Linked DNA regions of Mus musculus: all the other regions are linked to region 2. The links are chromatin contacts, called in public HiChIP or PLAC-seq maps. All regions are on one chromosome and are shown on one strand. Each heading gives the region's core, a stretch centred on a gene start, on an enhancer-like site or on the middle of the called end of the contact. The rest is flanking DNA. Distances are from core to core; before and after follow the strand shown. Region 1 holds the start of Usp32 (ubiquitin specific peptidase 32). Region 2 overlaps Ggnbp2 (gametogenetin binding protein 2). Region 3 has its middle 12 kb from the start of 1700125H20Rik.

Region 1 (3,091 bases), core at 9-2,508, 290 kb before region 2:
TTTAAAGACATACTTCGGGACTATATACTGAGAAGTGGAATTGCTGAACCACATGCCTGATATGCTACAACACAATGAGCCATGTTAAGTGAAATAAGCCAGTCACAGGAGAAATGTAGTTGCCTTGATGAACCAACATTACTGTTGAAAGTTTCAGTTCTCTACTAGATCAAGTAGTCCTGAAGATAAACTAAGACTGAATAACGATGTAAATGTTAATGCTACTAAATTCACACACACACACTATATACATATGTATTATACATAAAATATATGTATTTTAAAGCAAGCTACTCAGTTTTGAACTGTCTCATTTTTAGAGGGCAAGTGTTTGGTTGAAGCATGAAGGTGGCAGGGCTGGGTGTGGTGTTTCTTGTAGAACCAGTACATGGGAAACTGAGGCACGCGAATCTACAAGTTCGAGGACAGCCTGGGTTACAAAGCAGAACCCTGCGTCAGAAACAAACACCCAAAACAAAACATCTAATGCGGCTTAAAAAAATTGGGGGAGGGAGGCAACAGGTTCAGAGGGAAAAATGGACCAACATAGTGGCTTGGGCCTCTGAAAGAAAAGCTAAGGCAGCCGCGTTTGGAGAATGGGAAGGCGTAGAAAGTAAAATACTGCGACAAGGTCCACTGCCCTGTCCTGAGGCTCCATCTCTAGAAGGAAAAAGAGGTATCTTCTCAGAGAAGCCGTGAGTCTCATCTTCCACTTCTGCCAACATCCCCCGAACGTTAGGGGTCCCCCGCCTGCCCGCTCCTTTTGTCGCCCGCACCGCTTTCCTCAGACCCCCCCTGCTCCCTAACATTCCCCTAGTCTTCCAAGGTGGGTCGCGGCCACCGCAGCACCAACCGTCATCGCTCCGGCCCCGCCCGTCGAACGCCAGAACGTGGGGGGCGGGAAGACCCGTCCTCGGGCGCCCCGGAAGTCACTGCCCTCTTGGCCAGCTGAGCGCCGCGGCGGGATTCGAGGCCTAGGATTGGCAGGAAGATAGGGATGACGTGCTACGTGTGGCGAGGCCGCCCCGCCCCCCCTGCGCGCTCTTAGCGTGGGGTGGGGCGGAGCGTGGCCCCCCGGCGGCCATTACCCGGAACCGTCCCGGGCCTTGGGTCAGGTGACCCGCGGCGGTGCTGGCGGGAGGGCGGGGTGGGGGCGGAAGGGAGGAGAGGAGGAGTGAGGCGAGACGCGAAGGGAGGAGAGAGAGGAGAAGGGCGGAGTAGGAGGGAGGGGAAGGGGGCGGGGTGGGAGCGGGTCACGTGACTCGGCATGGAGGCGGCGGCGGCGGCCGGGAGGAGTCGCTGGGGCAGAAGCCGCACTTGTTAGTGTTGGGGGAGGAGGGGGCCGGGGACGCCGACACCGTCAGCCGGCGACGCCGCGAAGGAGGCGGGAGGGGGGTGGGGGCGAAAGCAGGCTCCGACCCCCGGCCGAGGGGATGAGGGGAGCATGGGCGCCAAGGAGTCACGGATCGGATTCCTCAGCTACGAGGAGGCGCTGAGGAGAGGTGAGGGGGAGGGGTCGAGTGAGCTGCGGGGAGGCCAGCGCGGAGCGCCCAGGGGTGGGTGGCCGGAGGGAGAGGAGGCTGGGGCGTGGGGTGCCTGGCGAAGGACCCGGGAGGCCAGCCGTGGGAATATCGAGGGCAGGGAGGTGGAAGGGGAAGCGGGGTGTGGGAATTGGGGCACTAGGGGAGGGGGCGAAGCTTTGGCAGTGACGGGGGTACCGGGCGCTGGCTGGCCATTGCCGGTGCACTCGGTTGGCGTTGTTATCTTGTTTAGGTGCAGGGAAGCCCTGACCATCGGTTCTTGGGTGGCTCAACCCTTCCAGGCCCCCTCATCCTTCAGTGCCATTTTCTCATATCACTCTTTCATTTAAAAAAAAAAAAAAAAGCCTCCGACAACATCCTAATCTGGTTTCTAACAGCATTGGCTGGAGGAGAAGACAGGGCGTTCTGTTTTGCTCCTGGAAGTCCTTTTCTATTAGGGAGCCTCTGGTTTTCCCAGGGTCTTTGCCTCTCTGTTGAGGGCGATGACTATCCTTCCATTTACTCCTGCCATCCTTCACCCTTTGAGCGGTTGACTTTGATTAAGAACGACCTGAAAGTGAAGTTGTGTTTAAGGTGAGAACAGATTAGACAGCTGATGTTCATAAGACCTTGTCTTAGGTTTCCTCTCCTCGGACATTGATCAGACGGTTTTAGTACACTTGATTCCCAGTTCTTACCCCCTCGCTCCCTTAAAATGGCATTCGGAAACCCAGCATTGTGATACTGTATTACAGCTCCCTTCAGAGACTGGCCTTGCTGTCAACGGCTGCTGCTCTTGGCTCTGATTCACACTGTGTTGTTAATAGCCCCCAACCCCCTACCACTTACTCTGATACGATTGTCAGTGTAAAGCTCGTGCTAACTGGAAGTGTCTTGCACAGTTTATGGCCGGAATGTGACTTAATTTTTCATGACTGAGATTTGAGAGTGTGTCTGTGTGGTGCTTGTAGTTCTCTTTGATGTTTAATGGATTTTCTTGGTAAGAAGTGAAAAACATTAAGCAGATTAGTGGCCAGACATTATTGTTAACAGATTTCTAAGACCAAAATAAATAAATAAATAAATAAATAAGTAAATTCAGTCATGCGCCAGGTGTTTTTAGTAGCTTGGGATAGAAACTTAAAATATGATGAAAAAGACATTTTAAAGTGAGGATTTAGAAATGAGATCTAGTTCATATACAAAGAGAAATAAGTTCATTGGACCCACAACCTAATAAACAGAAAATAAGATACAGAATTGTAGCTGCATCAATTTTGGGGCTGAGCAGAATAGCGAAAATACACCTTTTAGTGGTTCTTCCTTACCATATCTGCATGATGATTATTCTTTTTTTTTTTTGTTTTGTTTTGTTTTGTTTTTTCGAGACAGGGTTTCTCTGTGTAGCCCTGGCTGTCCTGGAACTCACTTTGTAGACCAGGCTGGCCTCGAACTCAGAAATCCACCTGCCTCTGCCCCCCCAAGTGCTGGGATTAAAGGCGTGCACCTCCACCGCCCGGCTGCATGATGATTATTCTTAAGTACAATCTTACTTGAACTTTTTCTCTCTG
Region 2 (2,925 bases), core at 159-2,658:
AAACATAAAGACAAAACCTTTTCCCCAGATCAGCATATCCCTGAGCCAGTAACCAGACAAACCTTTATTTTGACCTTTCCCAGAGGTCAAATATTCAGACCTGTTTTAAAAGTTAAAATAATCCAAAACATGTGAAGTAAACTAAAATACTGTATGTGCCTATTATTAGGCCTTCTCTATTTTGCCGTGCAGGATAATAACCCAGAATTCCCATGGAGCCCACGTTAGATAGAATCTGAGTATCCTATAAGGTGTATTAGAGGGAATATATCTTTATACCATCTTTAAAGCAATTCAAACGTTCACTAATATCTGCCTATCAGAAACACGTAATTTTTACTTGTTAAGCTCTGTCTAGAACAGCCACCTTGTGATACCATCGATCTGCTTGGCGCTCTGCCTAAAGCCACAGACATTTATTAATGCCTGTTCACTGCCCTCTCTATTTGAAGTCAGTGACTAATTTTCCCTATCCTAGTTCCAAACTGCAGGCAAAATTCCCCGTGTGATTCAGACAAAATCTGTATATAAATCTATCCTAAAAGCAAATAATCCCAATTCTATAAATTCACAGTGCAATCAATCTTTGCCCCAAGAAGTAGGCAACTTCCATTCTGCAGCTCTCTAACTCAAAGCAACCTGAATACCCCACAGCAGGGGACCTCAGAGCCTGCTTTCACTGCTTCAGTTCCCATGCTTGAATCCAGGTTACTCTCATCTCAACGCCACCTAGCTACTCACTTAAAAAATAAAAATAAAATAAAAAAATAAAACTCAGGCTAATCTTAAATTTTTAATGGATTCTTGCCTCATGTTGGGCACCATCTTTTGCGGGAATTAAAAGACAACCAGCACATTCCGGCGCAACTCTCAGGCCCCAGCCCGATGTCTCCACCCAGCTTGCTTAGTTTCCATTGGCGAGCCATTACCACGCCAAACCCGTGCTTCAAAACCCCCCATGGCCTTTGTGGTGTACATCTGGCAAACCCACGCTTTGCCACCATACCTTTCTCTCTTGAACCCAGTTGAACCGCTGCGTGAAGGTAAATGCCATAGAGACTTAATTCAGAAACAATGATAACTCAGTCACTGGGTGCAACAACTAAACCTAATCTTGTAAGCCATATTAAAATCTGATTCCTGGATCCGCCATGATATTGGGAAACACTAGCAGCTACATCTTACCCTTAATGCCGTCCCTATTCCAAAAGGGCCTAACTCCTGTTTCCTTTCTTCCTCCATCCAACCTGGAAGGCCTGCTTTGCCCAGTGATTGACTCCTTTATTCATTAGGGAATTGGTTCACAAGAAGCCACCTGAGATGTGACTCATTCCTCATTCCAGACAGCCTCTCATTCCAGATAACCTCTCCTGGGAGAGCAGAATTAACATAAAAATACATGCAACCCAGAGCCATCCATAACATAATTCTTTGAAGTGGGATTCCATAGCTGGGCGTGGTGGTGCACGCCTTTAATCCCAGCACTCAGGAGGCAGAGGCAGGCGGATTTCTGAGTTTGAGGCCAGCCTGGTCTGCAGAGTGAGTTCCAGGACAGCCAGGGCGAAACCCTGTCTCGAAAAAACAAAAGTCAACAACAAAAAAAGTGGGATTCCTCAATCATATGGTAGTTTTTTATTTTTTTAATGACATTTTATTTATTTGTATCAGTGTAGTGTGGATGTACACATACTAAAGAGTGCATACAGAGATCATTGGATAACTTACATTGGTTACATTAGTTGGTTCCCTTCTATCATGTAAGTCCCCAAAGTTAAACTCGGGACTCCAGTCTTGGCAGCAAGTGCCATTTACCCACCAAGACATCTCACTTGCCTCTAGTTTTTATTTTGTGGAACCTTCATATTTTCATGGTGTTCTGTCTTACCTATCTTATCTAATCTGTCAATCTTCCTGGAACTCATTCTGTAGACCAGGCTGGCCTCGAAATCAGAAATCCACCTGCCTCTACCTCCCAATGCTGGAATTGAAGGCCTTAACTTTTTTTTTTGAGCTTCCTTCCTTCCTTCCTTCCTTCCTTCCTTCCTTCCTTCCTTCCTTCCTTCCTCTCTCTTTTTCTTTCTTTCTCTTTCTCTTCCTTTCTCCCTTTCTGTCTTTCTCTTTCGTCCTTCCTTTCGTTCTTTTCTCTCTTTCTTTCTCCCTCTTTCTTTCTGTCTGTCTTTCTTTCTCTCTTTCTTTCTTCCTTTCCCTCCTCCTTTCTCTTTCATTTTCTTACTTTCTTCCTTTTTCTTTTTCGTTCTTCCTTTTTCTTTCTTTCTTCTCTTCTTTCTTCTCTTTCCTTCTTTCTTTCTCTCTTTTTCTTCTTCCTTTCTCTCTTTCCCTCTTTTTCTTTCTTTTTCTTTCTTTCCCTTTCTTTTTCTTTCTCTTTTTCTCTCTTTCGCTCTCTCTTCTTTCTTTCTTCCTCTTTAATTCTCTCTTTTTCTTTCTCTTTCTTTCTCTCCCTTTCTCTCTCTTTCCTTCTTTCTTTCTCCCTTTCTTTCTCTCTTTTTCTTTCTTTCTTCCTTTCTCTCTTTCTCTTTCTTTCTTTCTCTCTCTTTTTCTCTCTCCTCTCTTTCTTTCTCTTTTTCTTTCTCTCTTTCTTTTTTTCTTTCTCTTTCTCTTTTTCTTTCTCTCTTCTTTCTTTCTCATTCTTTCTCTTTTTCTCTCTTCTCTTCTCTTCTCTTCTCTTCTCTTCTCTTCTCTTCTCTTCTCTTCTCTTCTCTTCTCTTCTCTTCTCTTCTCTTCTCTTCTCTTCTCTTCTCTTCTCTTCCACGGGCTCTCACTGTGTAGCCCTGGCTGCCCTGGAACTCTCTCCATAGAGTAGGCTGGCTTTGAAATCACAGAGATCCACCTGCCTCTGCCTCCTGAGTGTTGAGATGAAAGGTGTGCACTACCACTCACTCATGTGTTGACATGTGATTCTATGAC
Region 3 (3,323 bases), core at 575-3,074, 340 kb before region 2:
GATACTGCACACCTAGCATTCATGAAGCCATGGGTCTCATCTCTAGCACTGCTTAAACTAGGCATGAATGGGACGCCTATAAGCCCAGAGCTAGGGAGATAGGGGCAGAAGGATCGGAAGTTCAGGTTCAATCTTGACCACTTCGGGATTTCAAGGTCATACTATTGCAGTTCCATCTACTTGGGAGGCTAAAGCAGGAGGAGGACCAACTGAACTAGGCTGTCAAAGGCTGGTCTGCACAATTAAACCAAGTCTCACCCCCCACACACACACCCCAAAAACCCTTCAGAGAAGACCTCTTCTCTGGAAGGTCTCCTCTTGAGGCCTGCTGCCATGACACTGGTGAGGCTTTTTTGTTTTTGTTTTCTCCTTGGGGTTAGCTTTATCATAAAAGCATAGAGCAACATACTATGTCAACAGCTAACTCCTCTTCCATACCGCTTCCCTAGCTACTCTCTGACATCCTTACTACCACTCCAAGGTCATCCATTGGGTTGGACACACCTTAGCTGAGAACGTGCAACTAACTTTAGGAATAATGCATTGGAGGGCTGAAGCGGTGGCTTGGCAGCTAAGACCTGGGTTCAGTTCCCAGCATCTATCTACATAGCTGCTCACACCTTAACTAGTTAGTTCTTATTCTAGGGGATTTGGCGCCATCTTCTGGTCATGGAAGGCACAAGGTACACACACCTTGGACTTGGAATCAGGCCTAAACTACTTAAAGTAACCAATCAACCTATCAATCAAGAACACATTAGTCTCCCAGTTGTTTACATGTCATGAAAAATGTCAGGCTGGCCAAGATCAGGAGTCATAGTGTCACTGTGTACTGTCATTTGCAGCCAGTAGGTCATCAGCCCGAATCCTTACACCGACTTCCAGTACAGGAGACATTCATTGCCTTTATTCTTGGGGCTGTCTTTTCTCCTCTAGACAGTAGTTGAAAAAGTGCTGTTTGGGGCTGGTGAGATGGCTCAGTGGGTAAGAGCACCCGACTGCTCTTCCAAAGGTCTGGAGTTCAAATCCCAGCAACCACATGGTGGCTAACAACCATCTGTAATGAGATCTGACTCCCTCTTCTGGAGTGTCTGAAGACAGCTACAGTGTACTTACATACAATAAATAAATAAATCTTTTAAAAAAAAAAAAAGTGCTGTTTGGCTATGCTCTTTCTTTTGTTAATTCAACAGAATGCTAAATGACTAATATGGGCTGTTCACTATTATAATTGCTTAGGATATACCGATAAGCAAGTTAGTTATCTTCTGGCCATGTGAAAATATAATTTACAAATTTTAAAAAGAGGAAACTCTTTGTAAGCTTATTCTCTCATGTGTTTTGTCACAGGAATATAAAATTGAAACGGCGCCAGGCCTGACGGGCTCGGGGAAAGCAAGGGTTGGAGGAGCTGTGGGAGTGGATCAGACTGGACCTAGCAGATAACTTAGGCGTTCTTTGTATTGTTTAGCTGATTTTGAGACAGGCTAAATGATGTCGCACAAGCTGTCCTCCTGCCTTCCCTCCCCATCGCTGAGATTAGAGGTGTGCACCACACCAAGGCAGAGCTGACCCTGACTTCAGATGAATTGAGGAACGTTGGAGTTTTAAGCAGAGAAACCTGTGATCTGCCGTTTTAGAATTCTAAGATCGTACTGCGTTTGAGGAAAGAGGACACCAAACCCAGCCTCCGCTGTTGCCTTAAGGAGAGCTCCCCAGCACCTCTACCCGGGGTTTTGCGCGCGGGAGCCAGGTTGGAAGGCAGCGGTACTCCCCACAGTTCCTGTAGGTGGCGGTGCTGCCCCACGGACCATGACCAGCACCCTATTTTGCTGGGAGCCCCTCCGTATCACGCAGTTTCCGGTAGGCCGCCCCTCTCTCCGTGGTCCTCCTGCTTTGTCAAAATTGTTGTGATCCAGCCAGGCAAGGGTTAAAGGGAAAGAGCGAGCTGCTCCCGCACCACGTGACCTTCCTGCTACACACATTTACCCTGGCCCTGAAGTACCTGGTTCCCATTTGCCTTGGGCAGGGTCCTCATGTCTTGTCGCTTGTGTTGGGGGGGGGGGGGGGGGGAAGAGGAAAAATATAAAGGAAAACTGAAGTGAGTGGTGCATGCCTTGAAGGGGCAAAGGCAGACAACTCTCTGTGAGTTCGAGTGGTCTACAGAGTGTTCGGACAGCCAGAGATACATAGATAAACTCTGTCTCATAAAACAAACAAAATCGCTGGGCCTTGGAGGCTGGAGAGAGAAGGCTATCAGCGATAGCCTGTGCTTCTTGCCTTTCCAGAGGAAGATGTGGGTATTCCCAGCACCCACATCAGTTGGCTCAAAACCACTTATGAACTACAGTTCCAGAGAATCCCACATGCTCCATATATTCACACACACACACACACACACCACACCACACCACACACACACGCGCGCGCACACGCACACTTAGAGAGAAAATCACCGAGCCCACTTCCTTGCTTGGAGACTCCAGGTAAATGGTTTCTGGAGCTGGAAGCAATGTGCATTTTTTTAAGTCTCTAGTTTCCTCTTTTCCTTTCTTGCCTCTCATGGGTATCATCCAAACCCATCAACTGACTGCTGAAGGTGTGATTCATGTTGTCCGGAATGTGCAAGGCCCTAGTTTGGATTTCCAGCACTGTATAACAAAAGAGGACAAGAGGGCTTAGCGGGTAAAGGTGCTCGCCTTCCAGCCTGACGGTCTGGGTTCCATCTTGGGTCCATTTGGTGGTGGAAGGAAAGAACTGATTCCCTAATGTCCTCACAGTGGATCCTCACAGTATCCACTGACACAAAGGCACACACAATAAATAAATGAACAAATAAAAAATGAATGAATGAATGAATGAATGTAGCCAAGTGTTTTTGAACCTAAGTTTGTCATTCTTGTTGCATACCTGTGTTGCTTCTGTGTACTTTGGGGATATCAAATAACAACGGCCCCAAGAGTTGCACAGGAGTTGTAGATGTGTGAAGTCCATTGTTCAAGGCACAGGGTTGGGAGGAGCCATAGTAAACTAGGAAGCATATCAGAAAGGCTGATGCAACTGCTCCTCCACTCCAGCACCTGCCACATAGGACGCAATTCAAAAGTGGGTAGCTGTATGAGAGGCTAGAAGTCTGACTTTTCATTTAATGGGAAATGACAGTTATAATATTGGCAACTAATATTTTTAAAATGATGTGTGCAAGTGGAACTCCTCGTTGGTAATTAAATGCATTAGTAGCTGCCAAATTTTGATCACTAACCCAACTCACCATTCTGCTAAGACTATTGGTATTTCTTCTTTGGGATTCTATTTCTAGCCTC

The links. HiChIP or PLAC-seq counts read pairs in DNA pulled down with a chosen protein or histone mark.
Region 1: an H3K27ac HiChIP or PLAC-seq map of embryonic stem cells shows a contact between it and region 2, with 5 read pairs. The contact joins the promoter of Usp32 here to the enhancer-like site in region 2. A contact is called at or near these places in 1 of 15 datasets of contacts at CTCF or cohesin (the NIH/3T3 cell line), 2 of 484 Hi-C or Micro-C datasets (embryonic retina and embryonic stem cells), 1 of 115 datasets of contacts at active chromatin or transcription factors (embryonic stem cells) and 2 of 9 other capture datasets (adipose tissue and liver).
Region 3: a contact with region 2 is called in an H3K27ac HiChIP or PLAC-seq map of embryonic stem cells, with 7 read pairs. The contact joins two enhancer-like sites. A contact is called at or near these places in 1 of 484 Hi-C or Micro-C datasets (nephron progenitors) and 2 of 115 datasets of contacts at active chromatin or transcription factors (embryonic stem cells and pancreatic cancer cells).

What each region holds. Positions count from the first base shown.
Region 1 is chr11:85,138,122-85,141,212 of GRCm38.p6, reverse strand. Usp32 (ubiquitin specific peptidase 32) reads left to right here and starts at 1,258. Exons shown (of 34, transcript NM_001029934.1): 1 at 1,258-1,502. The coding sequence starts at 1,445. It also overlaps a transcript of 1700125H20Rik not described here.
Region 2 is chr11:84,845,369-84,848,293 of GRCm38.p6, reverse strand. All of the region lies in intron 6 of Ggnbp2 (gametogenetin binding protein 2), which reads left to right. Among named protein-coding and RNA genes, the nearest start is that of 4930502E09Rik, 18 kb to the right of the region's middle. Within about 2 kb of position 1,408, at least 19 of the 459 cell types and tissues checked have an H3K27ac peak or open chromatin away from gene starts, as enhancers often do. A contact at or near this core is called in embryonic stem cells, where this site is marked.
Region 3 is chr11:85,181,657-85,184,979 of GRCm38.p6, reverse strand. No RefSeq gene overlaps it. Among named protein-coding and RNA genes, the nearest start is that of 1700125H20Rik, 12 kb to the right of the region's middle. Within about 2 kb of position 1,824, at least 121 of the 459 cell types and tissues checked have an H3K27ac peak or open chromatin away from gene starts, as enhancers often do. A contact at or near this core is called in embryonic stem cells, where this site is marked.